Linked DNA regions of Mus musculus: regions 1 and 3 are each linked to region 2. Evidence: chromatin contacts called from public HiChIP or PLAC-seq data. All regions are on one chromosome and are shown on one strand. The core of a region is the stretch at or near the end of the contact, and the rest is flanking DNA. Distances in the headings are between cores, read along the strand shown. Region 1 holds the start of Rarg (retinoic acid receptor, gamma). Region 2 holds the start of Atg101 (autophagy related 101). Region 3 holds the start of Smagp (small cell adhesion glycoprotein).

Region 1 (2,700 bases), core at 94-2,593, 970 kb before region 2:
TATTCCCAGCCCTGGAGCGAAAGGCAGAGTTTCGTCTGTGCTCCCCCCCTTCCTCCCCCACAACGTCTCTGGTCTCTTGGGATTGCCACAGCAAGCCTCTCTTTCCCCTTCTCCTTTAGCTGATAATGGCTACCCAGAAAAGCCTTTCCCAGGAGGGGGATGCCTGGCCCCTAGGGTGACAGCAAGACCAGAGCTGAGTAATTCCAAAGTGGAAAATGTGATGTGATTCAGGGGCCCATTCCCCAGGTGCTGGCCACTCTGGGAGCGTTGCTGAGGATGGTCCTTTGGGCTAGTGCCTGGCCCAGCCCGTCCAATGAGCTTTCTCCTCTTCTGGAGTCGTGACCATCCCTGTGAGAGTGCATAGGACTTCACTTTTCTCTGGCTCTGTGCTCTGTGGTATAAAGTCAAACTATTGGCTTCCCTCTCTAGGTTCGAGAGCCTTTCAGCCTCGGTTTGTTTGGAGACAGAGAATATCCCTATTAGACACAGACTTTGGGCTTCTAGAGACCCAGCGTCAACAACATTCGTGGCGCATCTACCAGGCAGCCAGGCAGGCCTCGCTGGCTGAGCCAGACACACACCCTCGCCTGGGCTTTCTCCCTCACACCCAGCGCAAGGCTCCTCCCATCCCCCCTCCTCCCTAAAGTTCTTTCAGCCCTCCTCCCAGCCAGCCTCTCCCCCTCTAAATCCAAGTCTAAAGGTGGGGACGATATTGGCAGCGAGAGACCCACGCGCTTTAACTCCTGGAGTCAACTTCAGGCAGAATGAGAGGGAGGAAGCCTGTGAACCCAATTCGTAGCACCTTCATCGTAACCCCCACTAGTTAAACCAGTTTGCTCCTAGGCCATAGGACAGAGAAGGCCAGAGGAAGGGATACTGCTTTGACCTGCAGGTGGAGGTTAACTAAGAAAAGGGGACAGTGCCTTCTCCTCTGGTATACTCCTGCCCCATCACTCCACGTCTTGGCAGTGTCCAAGTCTCTCACTGCCTACCCTGGGAGGTACCAGAGACCGGCCTGGCAGAATACAGCGTGGCTAAAGACAACTCAGTCTCCCCAAATGGCTGGAAGGGGGATAGCGCCAGAGAGAAAGGGTTGGCATCATGGAGCCCAGGACACTGACCTCTGCCAGCTCTGCCCGGCCTCCCGGGGATGGAGCCACGGAAGCCTAGCAAATGGGAGGGGCAGAGACCCAGGCGTCCTGGGCCGCCCCGCCCAGTCCTCCCCCCCCCCAGCCACCACCCCCCCCAGCCCCAGGGCACCGAGGAGGGAGCCGGGCAGGGGCAGGCGGCAGGGGAGGGAGGAGCGAGGGCGGGAGGAGGAGGAGGGAGCCAGGCAGGGAGGGAGGTGGGGGGGGTAGGGAGGGAGAAAAAGAAAGAAAATATTTTCCGTGTCCCCGCCTGCGGAGTCAGTGTGCGGTTTGGGAGAAAATGTGTCGGATATTTTGGGGCGGTCACGTGGGCGGGCGGGCTCCGAGAGGCCCCGGGATTGTCCCAGCCTAGAGCCGTGCCCCCCTGAAGCCCCCCATTACCGCGAGTCACTAACACCGCGGTGCTCCATCCCCGAGACCGCCCGACGCCGGGACCTCGGGGCTCTGCGGCCTTCCTTCCCCCGCCCTCCCCTCCAGGTGAGTCAGGCGGGGAAGCCGGCTCGCCCGCCTGGCCGCCCTCCGGCCGCGGACGCCGGGGCTCCTCTGCTGAAATGAGCCAGGGGCGGGGGCGTCGGGAGCCTTGGGGTCCTTTCCCTCCGGGGGTGGCCAAGCTGTTAGCCGAGCTTATGCGGAGGCTTCCTGCCCCAAGTTGGGGTCAGTCGTGACCCGGGAAGAGAAAGGGGAGATTTTTTTTTAGACAGACTGAGGATGGGCCGGGTTGTCTGCCCTTGATTTTGGTGAGTATTGAAGGAGAGCATTTAGGAAAGTCTTGGGCAAGCGAACCAATGTTCCTGTACTCGGAATGTCAGAGAAGACGGGTTTTCCTCCTCTGGGAAAGGATGGCATTCTTCCACCGGAGTGGGGCGGGGGCATACTGAAGGGTGGATCTGATGGTCCAAGTACCCTTTCTCCAGTGGATTGGCAGGGCTCTGTATGGGGACTAGGAAAGCTCTAGCAAGTGTCTAGGTGGGTAAAGTGGTCTGTGGAGTTTGGACTGCAGAACCTGGATTCTCTCTGATCTATCCCTTACTGCACAAGTGAGCCAATGAAGGGGAGCTCTTTTAGAATATTCTCAAGGGGAGGCCCCAGTGGAACAAAGCTAGAGTTATAACGCCCGGACAGGTTCAGGAGAGCCCCTGTCCTGGAGTGCCACTGACAGCGCCTCTTTCCTTTCCAGCAGTTTCCACCAGGTCCCTCACCTCAGCCTGGCCCAGTATGTAGGAGGGACTCTCTGCAGAGGCCAGAGGGTAAGAATATGCTTAGTTGGTGGTCATGGGGATGGGGCAGCAGGGATGTCTGTCTCGGGGAGGGAACTCAAGGACAAAATGCTCAAATAATTCCCTCTTGTAGGGCTTAAACCCGGGGCAGTTGGGATCCTACTCCTCAAATTTGAGGCTTCTGCCCTTATGGTTATTCTTCGGGTACTGAGTTAGGGTTTGAGGACCACAGCCATTGTCAGTAAGGATACTTAGAGGGGGTCAAGGGGAGTGTGTGTCCAGGGTGCTCGGAGCTTGGTTATCCCAACACACACACACACACACACACACACACA
Region 2 (2,700 bases), core at 7-2,506:
TCTTGCACGAGTGAGGGGTCCAATCTCCAGGACCCATAAAAAAGGGAGCTAGTAATAACCTTCAAATAAAAGTCTCAAAGACTGAAAAGTTGGATGTGTATACCCCTTAAAACTGCCTGTCAGGTAGCAAGCACAAAGCGTTAGGTGCTAAATTTGTTATTATACTGTCACTACTGGGTAACCATGCAAAGAGCCACTGAGGTGGCGGGGTGAGGAAGGAACTTGGGTAACAAACCGAGCCCACAGGGAGTGCAAGCAGTTACTTTTCCTAGATGTGTGTTCTACCTGCCCCTTTCCTGGTGACTTCTCATCACCTCCAACACACGCCATCTCATCTTTAGACAGTTCAACTATTTCTTCTACCAAAGGAATCCTCCTTGCCTTGTGTTTCAATCTGCCTTATTAGTGTTTTTAAGATGGGGGGGGATTGTTTTTTATTTCTGAGACACCCCTTCATCTAATCCAGGCTGTCCTCCAACTCCTTGACTGAGGCAGCAAATGTTCTGCCTCAGCTTCCCAAAAGCTGGGCTTTGTCTCCATTCTGGGTGCAAAGTATGTGGATTGCTCTGCCATCAGCCTGGCTCCCTCTCTCATACCTGTCCCCACCGGGTGTTTTCTGCCTCTCACTATTCCTACAGCAGAGACACTATTTGTCGCTATAAACTGGCTCCTATTATCCCCTCAGTATAGCCTGGCCAGAATACCAGGTTCTTCCAAGAGTTCCTTTCTCGTGGACCAAGGATGCGACGGCTCCCTTACTCGTTATTATTTATCCTCTTGTTTAATTCCATTCTGCATTTTCCCACCTAGAAATTCCCAGCTCTGGTCCTGCCTTTCCAACTGTTTCTCCCTCTAACCAGCAACTTCCCTTGGTTTCAGCATTACTCCAGGACCCACCCCTTCCTTCCAGCCTCAGCCAATTTTTACACAGAGACAACATTTGCATTTCCCTCTGGTCCCCCTAACCAACAGGCAGAAGTCTATCCGACCCAGGACACGCCCATGCCTCACCTTGCTGGTAGAAATCCGAGCAGGAGCCACTCAGCCTCGGGTCCCCTTCTTCCCTAACGCGAACACGCAGTATTCGGGGACAGACCAAAAGCAAAAACAGGCTATTTGGACCCGCACCGAGAATTCTGACCGGACCGGACGTCAGGATCGCTGCCCGCGACCTCGCGCCGTCTCGGGACAGCAGTGCAGACGACGAGGACCGAGTCCAGACCCTACAGACGCCGGTCCAGGCCTCCGCTTCCTCTGCCTGAGCGGCGCGCGGGCCGGAAGTTTTGCCCGTTCGGAGGGTGGAACCGGAAGGAACCATCCGCGCCCACGGCGGGTGCTGGCCAGGCTCGGCTCGACCCAGCCGGACGCCGCTGCAGCCACGACATCAGGAAGCTCGCACGAGCTATATACTCTCTCATAATGCCACGTAACTTTAGTACTTGGGTGTTTTTTCTTGTTTGTCCTTCGGGCCCTAGGCTCGTTAAGAGGAACCCCCCCTCCTTTGGACGAGTCCATTCACTCCCACCACCGAGAACGTTGTTTGGGCTGGGACAACTCACTTCCGCCATCGAGACGAGAGGGACAGAGGGGACGGATGGACTCTGCGCTGCCCCTGGTGGCCAGGCGGAGTCGGCGGCGGAGAGCCCTCCCCTGCGACCCATTGTGGGGGCCCCCATTCGGAGCTGACAACCTTAAGACAAGAGAGATCCCGAGATCAAGGCCATAACATCTGAGAGGCGCCTGGGGATGAGCGCACGCCGGTGTGCTGTAGGATACTGAGCGGATGGTGAATCTGTGTTGGCCCAAAGTGCACAACAGTCCGGGTTCACTGAACTCAGACCCACAGGAAGATTTTGAAAAGGGAGCTTAGTCTCCCTGAGTTACCTTCATACAGAAGCACTACCTGATGTTGTGTCATGACCGAGCAGGTGGCAGTCTTGTCTTTAACGATTGCGCGGTTGCTCCTCTAACGTTACTTATCCTTTCCGAATCCCCATATAAACAGGGAGCTACTGTGAGGAATCACAAGCGATACTTTTGTGATCTATAAGGCGCCCTATAAATATAAATGAAGTGTTCCTGCTGAATAATCTCTCGGAGCGTTTTTAGTTGTCTATTTGTTGATAAGCCCAGAGCGCACAGGTTTGGTCAGTTGCTTTTAGCGCCTAAAGAGCGCGCACATCCCTAACTTTCAACAGGGGGCACTCCTGAGTTGTTTAACGTGAGCATTAACATGCGTGATTTCCAAACACATTTCATCTCCAACGCAGTGATTGTCTTGTATCTAGCAATCCTACAAGGTGGATGGAAATTTGACAATAAAAGAGGCTATGTCACTTACTTAGATCACTAAGTAGAAGAACCTCCAGTTCAAACCGGTTCCTTTTACCAATACAGGGGCTCACCTGTCTGGCTTCTCCTGCACAACCGGCCGTACACACTACCATTCTTTAACACATCTCACCCACAAGAAGGAATGTGTCAGATGTACCCCACTTACTGTGTGGAAGAGAACCTCCTTGATTCATGGTATGTTTGCCAACTTCCAACTGTGTCAATTTCAAGCTACGGGACACTGCTGAATTCGGAGTCTAAAGTGGATAAAGAATTATACTACTAGTTGATCTAAAGGAATACAATGGGCTCCTGAGGATTAAAACCAAAGGAGTGGGGTGTCAAACCCAGGACATTGTGCATGCT
Region 3 (2,700 bases), core at 29-2,528, 650 kb after region 2:
GAGGTCCCTAGAGGTCTGTTGACAAAAGCATGGCTGCTTCAGTTTCCGAGGCTTAAGTTTCACTCTTGGAGAAGACTGGCTGTCCATGTGAGACCGTGTCCATCATCGATTCACTTGACTCCTTATGGAGGTCTGACACAGACGCATCCTGAGTCCCTGCTCCCCAGACTCTGGACAGTGTTGACAGGCTGCGTCTGGGTATAGACTGGGTGTCATGTGCCAACCTGTCGTGCCAGCAATACCAAAGCTGAGGCAGTGGGTCCTAACCTGAGGCCAGCTTGTGGTTTCTGGGAAACTCAGTTGTTAGCTTTACAAGGCAGTTAGGTATCTTCACTGACTAAGCTTTCTCATCAGCCCCAGCAAAGTTTTAAGTGAGCCTGCCGGTGCCGGTGGAGGCCAGAAGAGGGCATCAAGATCTCCTGAAACTGAATCACAGGACGTTGTGAACTACTGGGAGCCTTTCTCCAGCTAACCCCTCTCCCCCCCTCCCCCGCCCCCCAAAGCAACTTTTAAAGGTTATATTTTAAAGAAAAAAAAAAAAAAAGACATGAAAGCCAAGTGTGGTTGGTCAGGTCCGACCCTCAGTGAGCTACCCAGGTAACCTGGCCAGTGTTTTTTGAGCACATTATCATGTGCTAGGTGAGGTTCTAGGCAACTCATTGGAGCTCCGCAATAACCCTAACCCTGAGTTCACACAGCTTTGCCCAAAGAATCAGAAGTAACCTGCGCTAGCTTACACAGCGGGACCACCTCCAGAGCCTGTTATATAGAATTATTGCCTCTTAGTCAACGAGTTCCTCTAGTTAATTTGGGAGCATTTCCTGTCACTGACGTGAGTCCAACTGCTGCTAAAGTACAGCACTGATGAATATTTAAATCAAGGCGCTTGCCTCGGGCTAGGACCAAGGCTGTAAAACGGCCTTACGGGAATTGCCACTTTCAGTCCCCATTTTAGGGATGAGGAAACCGACTACTGAGGTGTTCAGGAATGTGCCCACAGCCACCCAGCTGGCAAGCACTTACGCTGGAGCTTTTAATCCTAAACAGCCCACAGCCACACCTCCTACCCTCTCCACGCTCCACCGCCTCCTGGGAAGGTCGCACGCGGAAGGTCCAGGTGGCCCCGGGAGGTGCTCGGCTAAGTCGCCCCGAAGTCGCGGACTCCAGAGGGCCCACGCGTGACTGAGCTCCCGCGGGACACGCCCCTCGCTCGCCCTACAGCTGGCGCTGCCGACCCCGGCCGAGCCCGGCACGGGGGCGGAGCGGCTCCGGACAGTGGCCTTTCCTCCCGGGGGAACCTGCTGAGGGCGGCCCCGAGCTCCTTCCTGTCCCTCCCACCGCGGTCCGGGCTCGGCGGCCGCTCGGCGCGGGGTCCCGGGCGCGGCTCCGGCGACTCTCGGCCGCTCCCACCCCGGCGAGTTCAAAAGGACGCGCGGCGCCCGGCCCTGCCCGCCCGTCGGACTGGAAAGGTGAGCGCGCTGCGCGGAAGCCCGGAGCCCGCACTCGGCCGCCGCGCGCCTGCGACCTGACCCGCACGGGTACTGCGCGGCTGCAGGGACACTCGACGGCCAGGGCGCGGGCCCGGGGCACGCGGGATCCCCGGGGAGCGGGGCGCACCCAGCGGACGGCTCGGCGGGGCTCCTGGCCCTGGAAGCCCAGGTAATGCAGGTGGCTAAGGGACCCGGATCGCTCATGGGCGCAACCGGGCCGACCCTTGCTTAACTTTCCCAGGCCTGGGGAAAGGGTCACCAACGCCACCCATTCCCCGACCCTGCGACCAGGGTCAGCTCTTGGGGGAAGGATTTGTTTATGGAAGCTGATTAGAACCGAAAGGAAGAGAGTGGATATATCCAGGGGAAGGGACTCGGGGAAAACCTGGCGCCCGAGGCTCTCCTGGGATCTACAAGCCCTGCGACCTCAGGAGCCCGTCCACCTCATTCTTGTCCGTCCTTCTTCCCACAGATCTGACCCTACGAAATAGCCTGCCCTCAGCAACGATGAACAACCTACCGGCCACACCTTCTCCTGAAGGTAGGTGATGAAAGTTATGGAGTAGGGGGGCTGTTTAAGAATTCCCACCCCAGAACAGGTCTTGGAATTCCGCGAGGCCTCACTCAGTGTAGACTGGAAGACTCACCCATCCCCACCCCACTCCACCCCACCCTACCCCTACCAACCCGCTGTCGGGCCTCACGCAGGAAAAAGCTCCAAGAAAACAGAATTCAACTTCAGTGTGCCCTTTTGCGCTATTTTATTCTCAAGTCTGGACCGGACCAATTCCAAGCACTGCGAGTCACCTGGGTTTAGGAAGTTCTTTGATGCCCAAAGGAGCCATTTTTACATTCACCCCAGTAGTTAAGTAAAGGAGAAAGGGAATCTTCTAAAGATAACCGGGAGGACTCGTGATGTCGCTTAATTGGTAGAGAACTTGAGATGAAACCCATTTTGATGGCTTGTGCCTGCAGTCCCTGCAACTTGGGACGTAGAGGCGGGAGTACCAGAAACTCAAGGTTATCCTCAGCTAAATAGTGAATTTAAGTCTAGCCTGGGCTAGAGGGATGTGGGGTGTGTTTAAAAATTCTAGGAGCCAGGTGGTGAATTGAGTCTCACCTTTCCTTTCCTAATCAGGCTGGTTCTGGCGCGCTGACGGATATTTACATATTAATTGGTTTCACCTTGTGCCAGCCTGGGTGTGGGAGG

The links. HiChIP or PLAC-seq counts read pairs in DNA pulled down with a chosen protein or histone mark.
Region 1: a FOXA1 HiChIP or PLAC-seq map of pancreatic cancer cells shows a contact between it and region 2. The contact joins the promoter of Rarg here to the promoter of Atg101 in region 2. A contact is called at or near these places in 4 of 39 promoter capture datasets (the 3T3-L1 cell line, cranial neural crest, embryonic stem cells and 1 more), 1 of 484 Hi-C or Micro-C datasets (embryonic stem cells), 6 of 115 datasets of contacts at active chromatin or transcription factors (bone marrow-derived macrophages, craniofacial prominence, extraembryonic endoderm stem cells and 3 more) and 2 of 9 other capture datasets (embryonic stem cells and macrophages).
Region 3: an HNF4G HiChIP or PLAC-seq map of pancreatic cancer cells shows a contact between it and region 2. The contact joins the promoter of Smagp here to the promoter of Atg101 in region 2. A contact is called at or near these places in 2 of 39 promoter capture datasets (the 3T3-L1 cell line and liver) and 2 of 115 datasets of contacts at active chromatin or transcription factors (extraembryonic endoderm stem cells and pancreatic cancer cells).

Annotation. Positions count from the first base shown.
Region 1 is chr15:102,256,165-102,258,864 of GRCm38.p6, reverse strand. It overlaps Rarg (retinoic acid receptor, gamma), which reads left to right and starts at 1,343. Exons shown (of 10, transcript NM_011244.4): 1 at 1,343-1,625; 2 at 2,326-2,395.
Region 2 is chr15:101,282,857-101,285,556 of GRCm38.p6, reverse strand. Atg101 (autophagy related 101) reads right to left here and starts at 1,256. Exons shown (of 3, transcript NM_026566.2): 1 at 1,012-1,256.
Region 3 is chr15:100,635,518-100,638,217 of GRCm38.p6, reverse strand. Smagp (small cell adhesion glycoprotein) reads left to right here and starts at 1,278. Exons shown (of 4, transcript NM_174992.4): 1 at 1,278-1,659; 2 at 1,963-2,031. The coding sequence starts at 1,998.